Linked DNA regions of Mus musculus: region 1 is linked to region 2. The links are chromatin contacts, called in public HiChIP or PLAC-seq maps. All regions are on one chromosome and are shown on one strand. Each heading gives the region's core, a stretch centred on a gene start, on an enhancer-like site or on the middle of the called end of the contact. The rest is flanking DNA. Distances are from core to core; before and after follow the strand shown. Region 1 has its middle 26 kb from the start of Gm34482. Region 2 has its middle 150 kb from the start of Gm12511.

Evidence for each region. HiChIP or PLAC-seq counts read pairs in DNA pulled down with a chosen protein or histone mark.
Region 1: a contact with region 2 is called in a FOXA1 HiChIP or PLAC-seq map of pancreatic cancer cells. The contact joins two enhancer-like sites. A contact is called at or near these places in 1 of 15 datasets of contacts at CTCF or cohesin (the NIH/3T3 cell line), 2 of 484 Hi-C or Micro-C datasets (the MC3T3-E1 cell line and pancreatic cancer cells) and 2 of 115 datasets of contacts at active chromatin or transcription factors (fibro-adipogenic progenitors and pancreatic cancer cells).

What each region holds. Positions count from the first base shown.
Region 1 is chr4:55,925,217-55,929,213 of GRCm38.p6, reverse strand. No RefSeq gene overlaps it. Among named protein-coding and RNA genes, the nearest start is that of Gm34482, 26 kb to the left of the region's middle. Within about 2 kb of position 1,648, at least 35 of the 459 cell types and tissues checked have an H3K27ac peak or open chromatin away from gene starts, as enhancers often do. A contact at or near this core is called in pancreatic cancer cells, where this site is marked.
Region 2 is chr4:55,719,821-55,723,854 of GRCm38.p6, reverse strand. No RefSeq gene overlaps it. Among named protein-coding and RNA genes, the nearest start is that of Gm12511, 150 kb to the right of the region's middle. Within about 2 kb of position 1,329, at least 70 of the 459 cell types and tissues checked have an H3K27ac peak or open chromatin away from gene starts, as enhancers often do. A contact at or near this core is called in pancreatic cancer cells, where this site is marked.

The DNA.
Region 1 (3,997 bases), core at 399-2,898, 210 kb before region 2:
CTCAGACTGTTCAGTACATTGAAAGCAATTACTTGGCCACACTGCGGTTGTGGGTTTTGTTTCTCCTCCTCTCCACTGAAACTGGACACATAGCTGGTAAAAACCCACTCACCAATTCGGTGCTAATGGTTGGAACTCTGTGGACAATGAGATGCGAATCCACACTCCGCTCTTTGCGAGGTAAAGATAATGTTGCCCTGATTATAGAAACTAAAATCATCAAGAATCCGGGTGGGTAATGATGCGGGACAGGATTTGGCTCCGAGTTTTTAGGGTCTCAGTCAGTGTGCAGATAAAATGGCCCCTGAAGGATGAATACAGACTCTGTTGGTGATGCTCTGAGCGTGCTGGGCTGATTTTTACAAAACAGATGTCTCAAGGAGACTGAAAGCCTTTTCTAAGCCGCAAGAGAGTCTTGTTACACAGAAGTATTCAGCCTACGGATGAGCAAGCTGCCTTTCTGGACCCATGGCCACGCGCTGGTTGCCCTGGGAGGCTGGAACAAGTCTCTCATATTAAAACACACCATCTGCCTACAGTGCTCCAAGGAGACTCTAAGAAATAGTTACTAGTTCTCTTTTTCTTGGAGAATTTTTTTTTATGTTGGGGGCCCCTTACTCTCTGGAAACATTATCTCTCATGTCAAAAGTCCATACTAGTTGTTCCCCACTGCACACACTCCACAGTCATCGCCCCTCACCCTGGACTTTTTCTCTCCATCATCCACAGCCCAAAGATTCTTTTAAAAATTAACAAAAACAGAAGGGAAAAAAATGCCACAAGACCAAGATTACTAGCAGATGTTCCGGCGATGCTGGAGAGTGGAAAAGGCACTGGAGACTGGAATTCCCTCCTCAGCCCCTTTGGAAAGCAGCACAGAGCTAGTGATGGTCTCGAGGACACACCTCAATGCACTTCCTCACGGTTTCATTCTTTCAAGAAATATCCTCTGAATAAGAAAAGATGCCAAGCCTGCAGCTGAGCTCCTCCGCCACAAAGGGAATAAGAAACATTTACTGAGAGCTTGTTATGTGCAAGACACTACTCTAAACCTCCCAGGTTAGAGTGTACTAACCCAGTTTCCATAACAACTCATGTTTATCCTCAAATGGGAAAACAGTGACAGGGAGTGATGATAAAATTGTTGGTCCAAACAGCAATATGAACTAACCAGTACCCCCAGAGCTCGTGTCTCTAGCTGCATATGTAGCAGAGGATGGCCTAGTTGGCCATCATTGGGAAGAGAGGCCCCTCAGTCTAGCAAACCTTATATGCCCGAGTACAGGAGAATGCCAGGGCCAAAAAGCGGGAGTGGATGAGTAGGGGAACATGGCAGGGGGGAGGATATAGGGGGAGGATAGAATTTGAAATTTGAAATGTATATAAAGAAAATATCCAATTAAAAAAATGTGAAAAAAATTGATGGTCCAAAATCACACAGGTGGGAGAAAGAGAGTTCAGAACTGGAGCCTCAGTAGTCGGATTCTTTAGCCTAAGCCACAAGTCAACAAGCTTTTCCTGTAAAGGGCAAGATAAGAAATGATTTAGACTTCATGAGCCAAATGGTCTCCTGCTATTACTCACTTCAGCTACAATAGCTCAGAAGCAGTGCTGGGTAATGCATACATAAGCAGGCGTGGCTGGGTTCTGATATGACTATATGCATGGATGCTGACATCTGAATTGCATAGCATTTTTATGTGTCATGAAGTAGTCCTGATCGGTTGAGTAATTTTTCCTAGTCGTTTAAAAATATAAAACTCTTAACAACATCATGAATTAAACAAAATAAGAGGTAAGCTAGATATATTTTCAGTCTCTAAGACTGATCCCTGGCCCAGGTTATATTAGGAAATAACACAGTGTTATTTTCCTTGTGGGTCCTGTAACCTGGCTGGGGGGTGTAAGCTGAGAGCTTTACATTTGTGCACTTGATGCTTGTTTGGCCTGCATCACTCCACCTATAGCCTCCCCTGTCCCTGGTTCAATCCTTCTTGTCTGAAGGGGTTCACAGTGACCTCTTTCCTCTAAGGCATCTTTTCTTGATGCTTGTTGCTCTCTTCCCAGTGATAACGTTTCTTCCCAGCACTCTCTCCTCTATGTTAATGGCCTTACAGCTACCTAATGCTATGTCTGCATAGAGAAGTAAGATCTCATATATTTGTCCTTTCCAGGATCCTAATCAGACTCGACATGGACAGGACATACACAGGTTAATGGAATTATTTTAAGGATGGAGAATTATTGCCCAGGTGAAGGCAAAATGAACATATAAACTGAGTTGTATAAAAGAGTACTCAGGGCCAGTAAGATGGAGGAGAGCTGGTATGGTATCCTGGGGGTACAGCAAGCACGGTCAGTCAAGAAGCAGGATAAGCAGGGATGAGCAGGTATAGCAGCTCATGCCTATCATCCCTAGCACTTAAAAGACTGTGACAGGGAGATAGATAACCGTGAGTTCAAGGCTACAGAGTGAGTGGGATAGAGTGAGACCCAGGTAACACAGTCAAACACAAACCAAAAAGAAGAACAAAAGGAGGAGCAAGAAGAGGAGGAGGAGGAGGAAGAGGAGGAGGAGGAGGAGGAGAAGCAGGAGGGGCAGGAGGAGGAGGAGGAGGATAAAGTAGAGGAGAGGGAGGAGGAAAAGAACGAAGAAGAGGAACAGTGACTGCAGCAGCTAGCAGCAGCAGCCAGAATAATGAAAAGTACGGCATGACCAGTTATCAGTAGACCAGGAAAACTGTGCAAGTGATAAAAGGAGCAGCCTTGAAGTCAGTGCTTGCATTAGCACTGGATCCCCACTGGGCATATTTGCATGTTCTAAAATTTGGGGGATGCTGTTGACAATTTCAGATTTATTGTTTCTATGATCTGACTTTCTCCTAAAGGATAAAAACATTTCACCCCCAAAATGTGCAGCCTGGGTGTAATTAATATAATGAGTTACAGGCAGCAGAGACTCAGGGGATGCAAGATGAGTTCTAGACTCACTTTATTTCCTTGAAAGCAAGATGTAGACAGCCCTTTGAGGAAGATACCCCTGTGTCTCAGCAGAGAGGGCTGCTATCCTCAGTGAAGAGAGAAACAAAACACTCAGATGTGTCACAACCTCAATGACAGATAACTTTGCTTCCTTTAGTTCATGCAGTGATTTCCAATTGCCAATGTCAGTTGCCAGACAAGGAGTTAGGGATACTGCTCAGAGAGACAAGGTGGTAGGCACACTCTTGTAATCCTAGCATGGAAGGAGAAGGAGGAAGATCATGGGTTCCAACTCACTCTTGGCTACAGGGCAAATTCAAGCTCTGCTTGGAATACATGAAATTCCATCTTTTAAAAAGTCAATAAAATTGGCTTTTTTAAGACTTATTTCAAAGTTTCCTTACAGGATGAAGATATAAGAGACTCACCTATCCTGGCTAAGGTAACCAGATTTCCTTCTATAACTGGTCGTTCTCTTAGTTTTTTGGAAAATGGGCCCACTTCAATATTTGATCACATGGTACCTACTCCTACCAACTCCATGTTGCCTTGTTAAGATCAAACAATGGTCTCCTATCAAATGGTTAACAAGGCCAAGTCATGTTATTCTCTAAGAATGTAAACTCTCCCTCTGCCAGATCTGTTTAGCTGTAACCAAACTGCTTCCTGTGATCTCTGTGCATGGAAATGCTAATCCAGGTTATGATGAGAGGAGAGGAGCATCCACACTGACAAAGCTCAGATACCTGCAGACCATCTCCTGAAGCACAGCGGTGAAATAGTGAGGTTGGTGCCATAGAATAAGGAGTCAGATCGGCAAACAGATGGAACAAATCCGGTCCCAAATCACAGTTACAAAAAGATGGAGCTGAGGAAGGAACCCAAGGAAACAAATCCAGTTCTGTACCCTTTCCATCCTCTGTGCTCTCCCCCTGTTCTAGGCATTTGGCCCTGGGTTGTCACTGACTCTTCTCGCTCAGAAACACTTCATTACCATGGATCCAGTCACGGTGCC
Region 2 (4,034 bases), core at 80-2,579:
CCATTGTCTAGCTGCTCTGGGCAGGGGAGGCTTGAGCATAAAATGCAGGGAGTTCTAGCAACCTGATCTCTCCTATGCTTGCCTCTTTTGTCCTATGAGCACCCGATCCTATTGATTGCATTTCCTTGAGGGGTACATCTTGCCATGGCTGGAAGTACTAGGGGGGAAACCCTAGAGGCTAATTTGAGAGAGAGAGAGAGAGAGAGAGAGAGAGAGAGAGAGAGAGAGAGAGAATTATGGCGCTCTCTCTCTCACTCTGTGTGTGTGTGTGTGTGTGTGTGTGTGTGTGTGTGTGTGTGTGTGTGTTCTCATTTACAGACACACTTCTAAATTAGAAGCTGGCTTTTGCCTCTGCTGTGGCAAGACAACCCTAAACCTGCTGCCAGGGCTTTAAGATGGAATACAAATACTCCCCTCCAATCTCTTCAGAGAAAACAAGAGCCAACAGCTTGCCCCAGGCATCTAGCCAGGCTCCTTTCAATGCAGGATGGGCACATGGGAGCTGTTCAGCAATCCCTCCTCTCCTTCTGCAAACACTCCCATGGCCAGCTGCAGGGCAGGCCCATAAGCAGAGTTGGTCCCTGAGCGGATGCTCAGATCCACATCTCACTCAGGGTCTGGCCCAGGGCCCCTCACCTCAGGCCAACAGCAGCTAGTCATCTGGAAAGGACTCCAGTCATCCACTGGACAGGGAGGGGATCACTAAAATGGGGTAGGATGCTGACCTCACACCCTGCAGGCAGGCCTCAGGGAACTCACCTTGCACTGCTGTGACTATAGACACACACTTGCCACCAACTTGTCTATATAGCTCATTGTGCTTTTCTTTATGGGATTCTTTTTCATAAAATCAATAGTGATCTATTTGAGGGACATTTCAAAGACATACAAGTTATTCTTCTAGTCAATTCCACAGCTCAAATCTCTAGCTCCTAATAAAAAAAATCCATGCTCAATAAATGGTGAACAAAAGGGCAGAGGAGAAGGAAAAGAGGGAGGAGAGAGGAGCTCTTTGGGGTGGGGGAGGTCTAATTTGTCCTTCTGTATTCAGGTGGCCTTTTCCTCCAAATCTACCTCAGACTGGTGGTAGCCTTAAAGTGTGTGTGTTTTTTTTTAATGACTTTCGTAACTTCCATGGTAATGACTTAGCACAGTCGGGGCCACTTCATGTCCAGCAGAGCAGTACAGCCCACGTGCTGTCACTTACATCGCCAACTACTCTATGTCATCACTATGCCTCAGGATTTCTCAGTCTCAGCCCTGGGGACACAGGAGCCAAGGACTGGCAGGGCCATCCCGTGGTCGTCATTCAGCACTCACCAGCAACTCTGACCTCTTCCCGCTCCCTATATGGCCTTCTCAGAGTTGTGACAACCAAAGAATTCTTCCAGGCATTACTAAGTGTTCCCTGCGGCTCAACATTGCTTCATTTCAAATCTCTCTGTTAATTCCAAATACTAGGAAACTGAGGCAGATCAGTTAAGCCAAGCGAGTTGCCCACTGTTATATATGTGGGAATTCCTCCCAAACCTGCCTGGTTCTATTGATTTTTACCAGACCACCTTTCTGTCAAAAGCCAGGACTAGCTGCCCAGGGGACCTTTGTTGGGACGCACTACAGGCTCACCCCCTATCCCTGCTGCTATATCACAGTTCAAACAACTTGAGATCCCTGGCATGCAAGCAGAGCCTCCCCAGCAGTGTGGCTGAGCGAAAGGCCAAGCAGCTTGGAAAACATTTACTCATGCTCTGGCCAGGCCTGGAGACATTGCCAGTGATAAATCATATCTCTTAATTATCTGCGATCCTGAGGCCAGCCAAGATTTCCCTCTGGTGACAAATATTTGCTACAAGACACACACACCCCAATTCCCCCCAGAGGAGAAGCAGCTTAAAGAGAGGTCTGAGCTGGCTTCCTGTCAACCCTCCTCCTGTCCACCCATCCCTCAGGAGCTGGGTCCCTGCCTGGGCATGCCTCTTTTTGAAATTCCCAGCTTTCTGTTGGGGTTTTAGCATTGTGTGCTCTTGGAACAGTTCCCAAATTAGAGAGTCACTTGCTTATGCTAATCAGGGACGAAACAGGAAATAGAAGGGCATAGGGTCTGGGTTCAAGTCAACTTGGGACAGGAAAAGCATCTCCTCTTGGTCAGAGCCCTCCTCAGTATAAGGCTACGGCCCTGGCTTGTCGGCTCCTACACCTGCTAGTCTGTCTAGGGCTCTCTAGAGTCTTATTGCTATCCACTCCTCCCAATGGCCACAGTCATGCTGAACCTACTGAAAAGCTTTTAAACATGATGGCATATATTACTGCTTTCCTCTCTTCACTGACCAGAAAACACCTATTCACGATCTGAAATCTGCTGTAAATAAATGCCCCAGCCCCACCCCAGATCCCGTGTGTTTCCCTATCCCCCTGTGCCTCTGCAGCTTGCACCAACAGCAGTTTAACCTGATGTCCACTGACTTGAAGTGGATATTCAAACCATTTTCTCCCAGGATCTTCCTTCTCACAAAGCTTGGTTTTCGTTGACCCGACGATGTGTAGCTTGCTTGGGTGTTCTCCGAAGAGCCTACAAAGAGCTTTTTGATGCTCAGAGCCCCTAGCCCCACCTTGTTTACAGGACTGTTCAGGAAGTTCTATCACTTCTTATGAGCTCAATTGAATTCCCATTACAGTTGGATGTCTCTGACAAGGGGCTAGGCTCATTGAAGGTACTTAGCCATGTTCTGTCCCTCTCTTCTTCGTGTCAAAATGTCAAGGGATCTGTTACCTACTTCTATGCATCAACTTCCTGAGAGAAACCCCCAGCTGCCCTGAGACTGTTCACAGGATTAGCTGGGACTCAGGTGTAGCTGCCCAAGTCATGGAGAGGGAAGATTGAGCAGGGTTTAAAGAACAATCTGCGTGTGTGTGGAACTGAGGGGAGTGTTCAGCGAGCAAAGCATTTGCCCTGTAATTCCTGCACTGGGACAGCAGAGACACTCAGATCACTAAAGCATGGTGGGCAGCCAGTGTGGCCTAATTGAGAGCCCTGGGTCCCAGTAAGAGATCATGTCCCAACCCTCACCCCCACCCCCCCAAAAAAAGGTGGATAGTGTCAGAAGAATGGCATCAAACTTGACCTCTACCCTCCACATTCACACACACACACTCACACACTCACACATGTGAGAGCTCACATGATCACACATAAAAACCCTACCTTGCCTACCCCAAGCTGGCTTTCTGCCCTTCAAAAATGTCCCAAATGTGCCTGCTTCAATGTGTCTTTGAACTTACATGGCCAATAAGACCAGGCACAGATGGCCTATGACAGAAGCTAGGTTTGTCACTGTACTTAATATGTTCTTAATATGTTCTTAATATGTTCTTAATATGGTCCTCAGAAGCCGGCATGGAGGTGGTACAGAAGGGGCACCACTGTGCCTTATGTCCTCAACACCCTGAATTAGTGAAACAACCAATGTACACATCACTCCAGAGCAACCCTTTGGAAGTAGCATCAGAAACCACTCAGGACTTCTCAGGCTCTCATAGCATCAAAGACCCAGGCTCTTTCCCTGACGGATGGAGCTAAGGTACAGGGATGAATCTGCTTCAGGAGCTGGGGGCAGGCGGCCGCAGATAAGGGCCGGCCAGGTGGGTGCTGCTGATTCCTTAGATGCTTTCAGCCAGAGGAAGGGAATGATTGCAACCTGGTGTCTAGAGCTCCTGTGAGCTTCATGTTGACAGCCACCCTGGGAGCCCAGAGGGAAGAGACAAGTCACTGCTGCTGCTACCCAAAGCATTGCTGAAACCTGAGCGCTGAGCTATGGGAAAGGGAGAGGAAGGGGCAAGGTTGGAAAGCTTGAAGTCGAAAAAGCAACAAGCCTAGAGAAGTATTTAAGAAATAGAGACTCATCAAGATGCGTGTCCTGGCTCACATGTCCAGGTGGGTAGTAGCCATTATTAGCCACATCAAAGGCTACAGCAGAAAGGGGAATTCGCTGGGAACAGGAGGCAGGGAGCACTGGGTGACGATGGAATTTTAGAGG